Linked DNA regions of Sus scrofa: region 1 is linked to region 2. A link is a contact called in public Hi-C data. All regions are on one chromosome and are shown on one strand. The core of a region is the stretch at or near the end of the contact, and the rest is flanking DNA. Distances in the headings are between cores, read along the strand shown.

Region 1 (5,248 bases), core at 1,021-3,520, 52 kb after region 2:
TAATGAACAAAACAAGGCAAAGTAAACGACTAAGGCCATGCATCAAAGGTAAGAGTGAAAAACTCCAGCTCAGAAAATGAAGAGTGGTCTTTTTAAGTTTTTTGTCAAATAGTAAAAGACCAAAGGTTTGTCAATGGTAAAATTTGTCAATGGTAAAAGACTATAGATGACAGGAGAATTTTTGTCAATGGTAAAAGACTAAAGATCACAAGAGAATTTTTTTTGTTAAATGGGAAAGGAGAGGTGACAATATTTCAGGCTACACCTTGAGAGATGTCCAAAGATGCTACTACATGTACTTATAAAAGTTTCAACATTCAACTGTATTTCAGTATAGCCAAAGTTTCAGGCCCACTGAACTTCTAATACTTTTCAGGAACTTAAATATACTATGATTTTTTAAAATATTCTATTTAAATTTGCCTATAAATTAGGTGGTAATTTATACATCTTCATATATTCACTGGATAAACCTGAGCATCACAACCTTTTCCAACTTTCATAATTAGAAGAATATTTGAACAGCTTAGCTTTCCAATTATTTTTCCCAGTTGAAATTCATATTTCTGTCTTTATTTTCCTTTCTCTCTTAGGGATTCCGGCTTTTATTCTCCTGCTTGAGAATGCCAAGCACCTTGATTTCCCATGAGATGCTTTTGCAAACGACTTTATTATCCAGATCTTATAATCTGTAATTTTCTAGGTCCATAAGTAAAACAAAGGGCTATTCCTAACACGTTTTCAAATTCCTTGAGGGGGTGGGGAATAAAAGATAGGGGAGTAGGGAGGTGATCAGTCTACAGGCGCTTAAGTAGAACACCCTGAAAAAGTAAAAATAAACCTGAGTAGAGTAGATCTGTGCTATTTCTAGGCACACTTGAGAATTTGGGTCTTTGTACAAACAAAATCTTATTCTAAAATTTCAAAATGTGCACCCTTAAGTAAATATAAATGCACTTCAACCACAAAGCCCACTGTGCTCAGAGGTCAAGTTAAAAAATCTTATTAAGTCTTCAGAATAAGTGCTGAAAAGCCAAGCAACTGAACATGAACCTGTTATACAGATGCTTTTTCTTTTGCTGAGGCAGAGGGAGGGGAGGGAAAAAAAGAATTTCAAAAGAAATCTGCAAACCTGTTGCGCTGTCGGGCCCACTGGAATCCACGGGGGTGAAACAAATTCAATTATGCTTTTATAGATCCTGCTCAAAATAAGGTTTCAACTGCTTAACCAAGTACAGCTCATTCTTCCACCTTCTCACTCTGCAACCAAACCAAGTGCCCCACACTGCAGGTAGTTGCCGAGAAATTCCGCAGCCTGAAAAAATAATCCATGCAGGTCAAAGGCAGAAACTTACTCCAAGGTTAGAGCTACTGTCCCCAAGAACTCTAAAAACACTTATGGAGGATCCAAAACCATTTCTGAAATCTCCTTTCTAACAAAAGTCCTTTTTCTCCCCGAACAGCATATAAAAATGATCAAATCTTGAAAGAGAAAAGAAGCAAAGTAGCAAATACATCAGCAACAATTCACTACCAGGAACACAGAAAATCCCAGAGGGAGAAGGCAATATCTTTGTATCATGGATAGACTTGGAAAGTTCGGAAGGATTCGAGTGCTTCCCTTCCAGAAAGACAATTCTGGATCAACTCCCTAGAGGAGGAAGCCTGTGGTTTGTAATTGGTGTTCTAGCTCTGACTCCCTCCCCTGGGACTGCAATCACGCTCTCTACCTGCTGACACAAAGTGAGGGTGGAGCAGCTAGAGGCAGCCACCCCCAGCCCGCCCCGCCTCCTCCTGGATGGCTGGGGCACGGTGCACGCACACTTACTTAACCAGACACGTTCCTGCGCGCTCGCTTTCCTCTCAGCTCCTCTACTCCCTCTATTGAGCCACAGCCAAACTGCATCTAGTTCAACCCTCAGCACCTTTCCCTGAGGAAGCAGGCTACCACGGGAAAATCAGGGCCCCTCCAACAGATACATAAGCAGATTCTGCACCCAAGAGACTTAGCTGGCGGTACGAGGAACTAAAGAGAAGGAAAAAAAAAAAAAAAGAAAAGAAAACCCAGAAGATAAAACAATGGACACAAGGTTTGATAAATATAAGTTCAAGGGGACTTCTGCTCTTTCCGGGTTTTAGTGTGGATAAATGCCCAAAGCCAGAATAAAGTGATCTTGTGCTATAGTTCTTACTGATTTATTGCTGTCTTATGTCTGCTACTCTGGCAAGAACTCTGTCCATTTTATGCATAGCTTTTCTTCAGCCCTTACAAATTTAAATTCGGTAGCTCTTTTCTAAACTGTGCCAGTACCAAGCTTTTAGATTAGGTGATGTCAGAGGTCTGGAATCTGTTATTTTCTCCTCACATCCTTGAGAGGTGAAATAATACTATGGGTTAGACTTGGACCTTCAATGAGACTGCAAGTAAGTCTATGCCATAAATACAAAGGGGTAAAATATATTAACAAGAAGACTACAGGCAAAAAGAAAAGTAATTTTTGGCTAATTACCACATTCACGAACATTAGAAATAATGCAAAAGTTTCCAATATATAAAGTAATAAATACGTTTTTAAAATCTGAATTTTCAAATTTACCAAATTACATGTGATTGTGGCCAGACATTTTATTTGTGATCTGCTGCCAATAATCTTTCCAAATTGTACAAATGAACAACAATGCGAATGTAGTTAACACTACACTTAAAAACGATTAAGATTGATGTCACGAGCTTATTGCGGTAAAAAAGCACAGTTAAAATTGTGGTAAGAAGCACATAAGAGAAAATTTAAAATAATTTTTAATTTGTACAAAAGAACTGTACAAATTGATTACCTTTAAAATGTGGAGAATAATAATTGTATTGTAGGCCTAATGTAAAGATGAAATGACAGGCGTTCCTACGGTGGCTCAGTGGTTAACGAATCTCATTAGCAACCATGAGGACACAGGTTTGATCCCCGGCCTCCCTCAGTGAGTTAAGTATCCAGCATTGCCGTCAGCTATGTAGATTGAAGCTACAGCTCTGATTTGACCCCCAGCCTGGGAACCTCCATATGCCATGGGTGCAGCCCTAAAAAGACAAAATAAATAAATAAAGATGAAATGACATAATGCCTCTGAAAGCAGAAAGTATGAGTGACCTATTCGCCTTGAGAATTTTTTCCCTGAAGAGGGTTTATGGTCTAATTCAAAAAGGTACATGTACCTCAATGTTCATAGCAGCACCATTTACAACAGCCAAGACACAGAAGCAGACGAAATGGCCACTGACAGATGAATGGATAAAGAAGTCCTATTGTATAGCACAGGGAACTATATTCAGTATCTTGTATTAAACTATAATGGAAAAAAACCTTAAAATACATACACACACACACACACACACACAAATATATCACTTTGCTGCATACCAGAAATTAACACATTAAAATCAACTATACTTCAATCAAAACAAATTAATAAAAGAAATTTTTGAAGATGGTTTATGGGGATAGTTTTGGCATTTTAGGCCTAATAGCACCTAGAGCAGAGAGATAAATTCTAAAGTAAATTCTTAATTTAGCACTTTTTCTTTATTGGTTAGACCTTAAGAACATAATGCAAGTATAGACCTTTTATAGCTCCTTTCCTAAAGAACAGGAATAGATCTAATTCTTCTGGAGAAAAATTTTCAAGGTCTGCTATGGTTTTATATTTTTATTTTATATAAGCCACATAAGAGCACAGCATAAATAATGCAAAATACACATAATCATGTATCTGGATTAATGTAAAAATATCTTTAAACAAAAAGTAACCTACTAATTGACATTGCCTCACCTATTCCTGCTTGACACTTGCAAAGGAATAAAGACACCCAAACCTAAGAGTTAATGCAGACACTTAGTTGAAAGGAAGAAAATACAGATGTGGTTGCCCTCTCTTGAAGAAACTCTGAGATCTGAGGATGATGATAATACATTATCATGAGTCTGGATACCTTGAGCTACTCAGGATCCAATCAAATAGCTCTGTAGAGCTTAGTTCACTCATATATGGTGTTTATTTACACAGTATTGACAAACAAAGTCACCAGATTTGATAAACAAGAGAAATTATCCTCTGGCAGATTGACAGACCACAGCTTCTACAGAGACATCACAAAGATGCCATCGCTACATAAGATGCTCATCTCACCGATGTTTACCACCTAACCTTACACAGGAGACAGATCACCCTTCGGATCTACCTTTGCATCTGGATTGACTAAAGTTACCCAAGACCTCGATCCTTTTCCAAAAAACTAGGTTTCTATAAACATGTCCAAGAATTGTCCTTATCCTTAATGGTATTTTAAGGACTCACTCTCTATTCAAGTGCAAATTAAAAAGCTCAGGACTTTTTTTTTTTTAAGTCAGATTCTTTGAAAAACAGAGCACATTCTCTTTGGAACGCTACTATTATGATTAATAGTCCTAATGACTGAGGTTTCTATTGATCACTAATCAGACAGTAAAAACAAGCAAGACAACAAGTCTAGTTGAAACACTCACTTTATTGTTGACTGATTGGAATTTATCGTGCTTAAGGTGCTCAAATACCGAGGCGCTAGTCAGGAACCTTGTTAGCATGTGTCAGACCCTACTGGCTAATTCACACAAAGATTTTATTTTATCTTTTGCCACTTTGCCCAAGTCAGTAATGATAGCTTTAGTTGATAGGTAGCAGGCATGTGAGTATAGCAGGAGATCCAGCTCCTTGGTCTGTTGTATTCATATATTAAAAAAAAAAAAAAAGTTTGGAAAGCTGATAAAGGCATTTCATTAATTAAGCCTTAAAATGACTGAAACCAAATCCATGCCAAGGTTCCTGCTTGACACATGTTCTTCGAAAGGTCTTGTCTCTTTCAACATATACAAAGCCAAGAAAGGCATATCTAAGGAAAGGAATATCACCTACATAGTATATCAGCTTTTCAATATGACAGAGAAAAGGCAAAGTTCCTTCATTTAGAAACTGTGTCTCCTCTTCAAGCACTCTGCCAAAATACACAGTCTGACCAAAAGATGTAGGAATCTTGATAATCTGTTATCTTTTAAATCTTGCTAATAAAGATGAATAAATGCTCATCACATGGACATCAACTAGTTTAATCAAATGGACCAGAACCTATTTTCATATCTAAACTGAGCCACTGCAGACCAACACAGAGCTCATCCTTTTCCAAAAAAAATACTATCTCTGTAATACTTCTCAGGCCTGACAT
Region 2 (5,449 bases), core at 2,651-5,150:
TCCGGAAACCTGTTGGCTTTGCCTCCAGAGTATACCGAGATTCTAACTAATTCTCCCTACGTTCACTGCTACCTCCCTAATCCAAGCTACCACCTCTGTCACCTGGATTCCTGTCATTGCCTCTGAGCCAATCTCTGCTTCCAGCCTTGCCTCCCTGTACTACTCTGGTCTCATCCCAGCGGCAAGAGTGATCGTTGTTAGAACCTAAGTCAGATCATGGCTCTGCTTCTCCTCAAAGCCCTCCAATGGCTCCAAGTTCACCCAGAGCAGGGAAAAAAAACACCTGACAACCGCCTACACAGGCCTATGCCCCCATGAACTCTCTGTCCTTGCCTCCTGCTCTGTCCTCTTACTCCCTGGATTCCAGCCACACGGCCTTGCTGTTCCTCAGAAACACAGGGCACACATCTGCCTCAAGGACCTGGCACTTTCTGTTTTCTCGCCTCAATCACCTTGTCCCCAGGTATCTACACACATGACCCCCTCACCCATTGAGGGTCATTCCTGAAATGTCAGCCTCTCAATGAAGCCTGCCTTGGCCTTGCTTTAAAAAATGTTCCCTGTCATGGAGTTCCTGTTGTGGCTCAGTGGTAAGGAACCCGACTATTATACATGAGGATGGAGGTTCGATCCCTGGTCTCGCTCAGTGAGTTAAAGATCTGGTGTTGCCATGAGCTGTGGAGCAGATCACAGATGCAGCTCGGATCTGGAGTTGCTGTGGCTGTGGCTCTGATTTGACCTCTAGCCTGGGAACCTCCATATGCTGTATGTGCAGCCCTAAAAAGACCAACACAACAACAAAAAATTAACCCTGTCCCCTTTGCGCTTTCTCCCCGTTTCTGCTTTATTTTTCTCCCTGGCATATACCACCATCTAAAGGATTATAGGGAGTTCCCATTGTGGCCCAGCAGAAACAAATCCAACTAGTATCTGTAAGGATGTGGGTTTGATCCCTAGCCTTGCTCAGTGGGTTAAGGATCTGGCATTGCCATGAGCTGCAGTGTAGGTCACAGACATGGCTTGTATCTTGCATTGCTGTGGCGGTGGTGTAGCCTAGCAGCTGTAGCTCTGATTCAACCCCCAGCCTGGAAGCTTCCATATGCCGCACCTGCAGCCCTAAAAAGCAGAAAACAAATAAATAAATACATAATTATATATTTTACTTATTAATTTTTTTATTGTCTGTCTCTTTCCCATAGAATGAAAGCTTCTCAGGGGAGGGACCTTTTGCCTTTTTGCTCACTATGCTATCCCCCAAACCTGGACCAGTGCCTGGCACATAACAGGAGCTCACCCTGTTTGTCTAATGAATGAACAAACGAGGGCACCCACAGAGAGAGGCTGCTAGAAATGAACAGTCATTTGCCGGGGCCTTTTGGTATAAACTACTTCATGGGCATGCAGGCTCTTTCCTTCTTCACTTTTGCCTTCCTGCTCCCCACCATCCCCCACACGTACCCTCGCCCACCTCCCCAGGGAGCCCACCCAGCTCACCGGCCTGCTGTGGCGGGGGCGGCACCGGATGCGCAGCACCGAGGCCAGGACGACCACAAAGATGGTGCCCACCACCGTCAGGAGGATCCACACATCATAATCTGGCTGGGGGCGCGAGCAGAGAGGGAAAGGGTCATACTTCTGGAAGGAGCAGGGGCACCCTGGGAGAAGCACAGCAGCCCAGGACACACGGAGAACAGGGGGCCCCTGGAGCCTTTCAGAAAAGGGGACGCGGTGGAGAGGAACCTGCCGGGGAGTTAGGTGGGCCCTGTCCCCAGGCACTCACAGGGGAGGGTCCTCCAGATGTCAGCCCTGAGAGGTACCACCTGAAGACCTTGGGATAACGGGGAAAGTGACCCCCTGCAAGGTGGGGGCGGCCCAGTGAGCAGCTGGCTAAGTCCAGGAGAAACACCAGCCAGGGGCCAGGGGACCAAGGCTTCAGTCTGGCTCTGCTACTCTATGCCAGGAAACCACTGTGCTGAAAAATGACTTTAGAATTCCCACTGTGTCTCAGTGGTAAAGAACCCGACTAGTATCCATGAGGACGGAGGTTCGATCCCTGGCCTTGCTCAGTGGGTTGAGGATCCAGTGTTGCCTAGAGCTGTGGTGTAGATCGCAGACTCGGCTTGGATCCTCATTGCTGTGGCTGTGGTGTAGGCTGGCAGCTATAGCTCTGATTCAACCCCTAGCCTGGGAACTTCCGTATGCCATGGGAGCGGCCCTAAAATAAAAAGGAAAAAGCAAACAACAACAACAAAAACGACTCTACAACTGTTCATGCTGTAGATGAGGCCCAGAGAGGGGAAGAAACTTGCCTAGACGAGCACAGCGGGCACAGCGAGTTGGACTAGAGGACTTCTAAGGTCTCTTTGGCTCCAGGAGTCTAGGGCTTTCAGTGGGAGCTGCCTCGGCAAAAGGCGGGGGTGAGAGCAGGTGCTGGGGCTGGAGAACTGAGGGGCTTACCCAGGTTGGGGGCTCCTTCAGCTCTATCCTCACGTGGGCCTTTCTGTTCTTGTACACAAACTCCATCAGCTTCTCAGCATCGTTGCCCCAGATCAACACCACTGGCCACGTCAGGCCCAGGGGCTGCTGCAGCTGCAGGAAGGAAAGTGCCCCCAAGGGCGGCTGGGTCCTGACTTCTCCTCCCCTGGTATCTTTCTCTTCCTCTGTCCAGCCCCCTCCTCAAACACCCCATGTCCCCAGGTACCTGCTCCGCAGCGGCTCGATCCTCTGTGATGTCAAAGAGGACAGCGCTGGCTCCTCGCTCACCTGCCATCCGGGCCTGCAGAGACACACAGCGGAGGTCCAACGGGGGTCAGAGGACACAGCCCATCCCTCCCTTGGGAGGCTTTTGCACACGCCACATCTCTGCACACTCACACATACACCACGAGCAAGGGGTCAGTGGGATTAAGCTCCCCTGGCCCGCCCTGAGCTCACCAAGGTCCTGCTTCAAGGACCCCATTCCTTTTGTAATGGAGCAAACCCTTCGCAGGTGGTGGACCAGGCTCTAGGCCTAAGGACAAATAAGACCCAGCCCCTGCTGTCCGGAGCCCCGTCTGCCTTCAATTAGAAGTGTGAGAACAGAGAGTGAGGACTGATCGGCAGCCCCCAGGGCGTGGGGAGGGGGTGACCCGTCCCCAGTACAGAGAGGGAAGCAGAGAGGGAGAGCGCCCCTTCAGAACCCAGCTGGGCTTTCCAGGGTCCAGCCCTGCCTGATCATCCCGCCACCCCCGACTCCCACCCCGGCTCAGGCCAAGGTCCGTGAGCCTGGGACGCGGCTCCCACTCAAGGCATCTACCACAGTCCCAGGCTCAGCCCACCTCCCCAGCTCTCTCTCCCTGCCCCACTTTGATTTGCCAACTCTCTCTCTGGCTCCACTTCAAGGACTTAATGGAGCCCCTGTCCAGGGCCTTATCCTTCACCGCCTCCCCCAAGGGATGGGAGGGACCCCGGGGCTGTCCCCACAAGGCCGCAACTATGCACATGGGCACGCGCGTGCGTGCGCGCCCAGGCTCCGAGAGATTCCAGTCAACCAGGCAGAGCAGAGCCAGAAAGAGAACAAGCAGCCGCAATCCAGGGGCTCTGGGTGTGGGGTAAGAGAAGAGAGATAAGAGCCGAGGGTGCGGTGGAGGCACGAGGGCAAAGGACCAACAGACAGACCTTCTCCAGCCGCCGCTCGGCCTCCCCGCCACACCGCCGCCAGCGCGGACGCTCTCCATCCAGCCCCCTCCCTAGGGCAGAGGCTCACCGAGCAGAGGCAGCAGGCTGGGACCTCAGGCCCTTGGGGGCCTGCCGAGTCTTTGGGGCCTTCCTGCAGGCACTGAAGGAGTTAATCCTCCTGCAAGTAGTGGTGGCAGGAAGAGGAGCCAGTGCCGGCCTGACTCACACTCCCAGCGCTTTGATCTCTGCTTCCCTTCCCGGGGAGAGCCTGTTGGGGCAGGTCTCCTGCCAGGCAGGCCAGGGGAGCGGCTCCTGCTCCCGCTCCCTGCTCCCCGCTGCCCAGGGAGCGGCAGGGGGCAGGGGGCCCCTCAGAACAGGCAGCCTCAGGCAGGGGAGCCCCGGCAGGGTGGTGGGGCCTGTTTCGTTCAGGAGGGTAACCCCCCTCTTCCCTCCTCCTTCCCTGAGGATCTGGGCCAGGCCCTCTCCCAGCACCCAGGCCCAGCCCAGGCCCAGGCTCGCCAGGCTCTTCGCCTGGAAATTCACAGACTCCAGAATGGAATCGCGGCAGAAATGGAGAGGTCACGGGCTTCAACCTCCTGGAGCCCACTTACCCCCAGAAAGTCTACCCTGCCCCTGGGTAGATAAGGAAAAAAGAAAGCTCTCCAATCTCCCGAGACCTCCAAAGCAGGGCAGGGGAGCAGCCCCAGGGGAAAAGGAGAAGGACTCCCATGGCTAAAGTCACAGTCCTGGACTTGGCCAAGGGGTGGGGAGGTCACCCCGGGAGGCACAGAACACAGTGCCACCAGGGTCTCATGTTTCTCATCCCCAGAGGGAGGCCCTGGACCCAGGCCGGCCTGGAAAGAGCAGAAGGGCAGGGCCCAGACTCTCTTCTCTGGAGACGTTCTTACTCCCCCACCCCTCTCTCTTTGAAGGACTGGGGTAGGAACAGTGGAAAGTAATTACCCTGACGTTCAAACACCCCAGCCCATTACAGCCCATAATTACAAAGTTGTAAAAGCGATCAAAGAAAGAGGGTTGGCCAACAGGGGAAACCAACAGGACTCTCAGGCAGTGGGTGCCTGGGTCCAGAGTTCTAGGAATCAAAAAGCAAGAGGTGGGGCCAGATGGCTGCCCAGCCCCCGGGCCCTCCACGCTGCCCTCCAGGCCACCTGCACCCCAACAAGAGGCATGGAGGAGAAGAAGCACTTCTTCAGAGACTAGAATCTGGGAACCGGAGAGGATGGCAGGTCCTCCAGACTGGAAGAACGGGCTTTTGAAAGACAACCCAGAGAGTCAGCCAGCCCTCTGAGAGCACCAGGCCGGCTGCAGGAAGCCAGTGCATCCCAGGGCCTCTGCACTCCGCTCTGCTCTTCCCTGAGCCTTAGGTTTTCCTCTGCAGACACAGTGACAGCCGCTGTGTATCTCCTCCTCATTGGAGATTGGCTGAGCACCCACTGTGCCCAGGGCACTGAGCCAGGGAAGGCCAAGCCCTCCAGAACAGCTCATAATCTAGCTGTGGAGACAAGGCCCATACACAAAATTACAGTGCTGATAACAACATTTTAGAGTACAAGTGAATGAAGGAGACCAGTCATTTCCAAACTTTTTCTCGATGCCGAAAGCCCTTCCCTCCATTCCTGTGTCACCCCTTCCCCCCCCACACACACATGCATGCACACAAGCTGACACAAATCTACAATACAAAACAGATAAAAGTGAACTGAGGTCGAGGGTGGGAATGGGGATAAGAAGGACACTTGGCTCCCCCTCCTTTCTTGCTTGCCCCCCCCCT

The links. A called contact is a pair of places that touch in the nucleus more often than the background predicts.
Region 1: a contact with region 2 is called in a Hi-C map of liver, with 2.1 times the contacts expected there. The contact joins the promoter of RNF43 here to the enhancer-like site in region 2. A contact is called at or near these places in 1 of 5 promoter capture datasets (fetal liver) and 6 of 47 Hi-C or Micro-C datasets (blood, liver and skeletal muscle).

Annotation. Positions count from the first base shown.
Region 1 is chr12:34,692,751-34,697,998 of Sscrofa11.1, forward strand. It overlaps RNF43 (E3 ubiquitin-protein ligase RNF43), which reads right to left and starts at 2,271. Exons shown (of 13, transcript XM_021067274.1): 1 at 1,133-2,271. HSF5 (heat shock factor protein 5) reads right to left here. Exons shown (of 6, transcript XM_003131648.3): 6 at 3,481-5,248.
Region 2 is chr12:34,639,036-34,644,484 of Sscrofa11.1, forward strand. It overlaps RNF43 (E3 ubiquitin-protein ligase RNF43), which reads right to left. Exons shown (of 13, transcript XM_021067274.1): 4 at 2,702-2,776; 5 at 2,458-2,589; 6 at 1,495-1,599. Among named protein-coding and RNA genes, the nearest start is that of SUPT4H1, 12 kb to the left of the region's middle. Within about 2 kb of position 3,901, at least 55 of the 83 cell types and tissues checked have an H3K27ac peak or open chromatin away from gene starts, as enhancers often do. A contact at or near this core is called in fetal liver, liver and skeletal muscle, where this site is marked.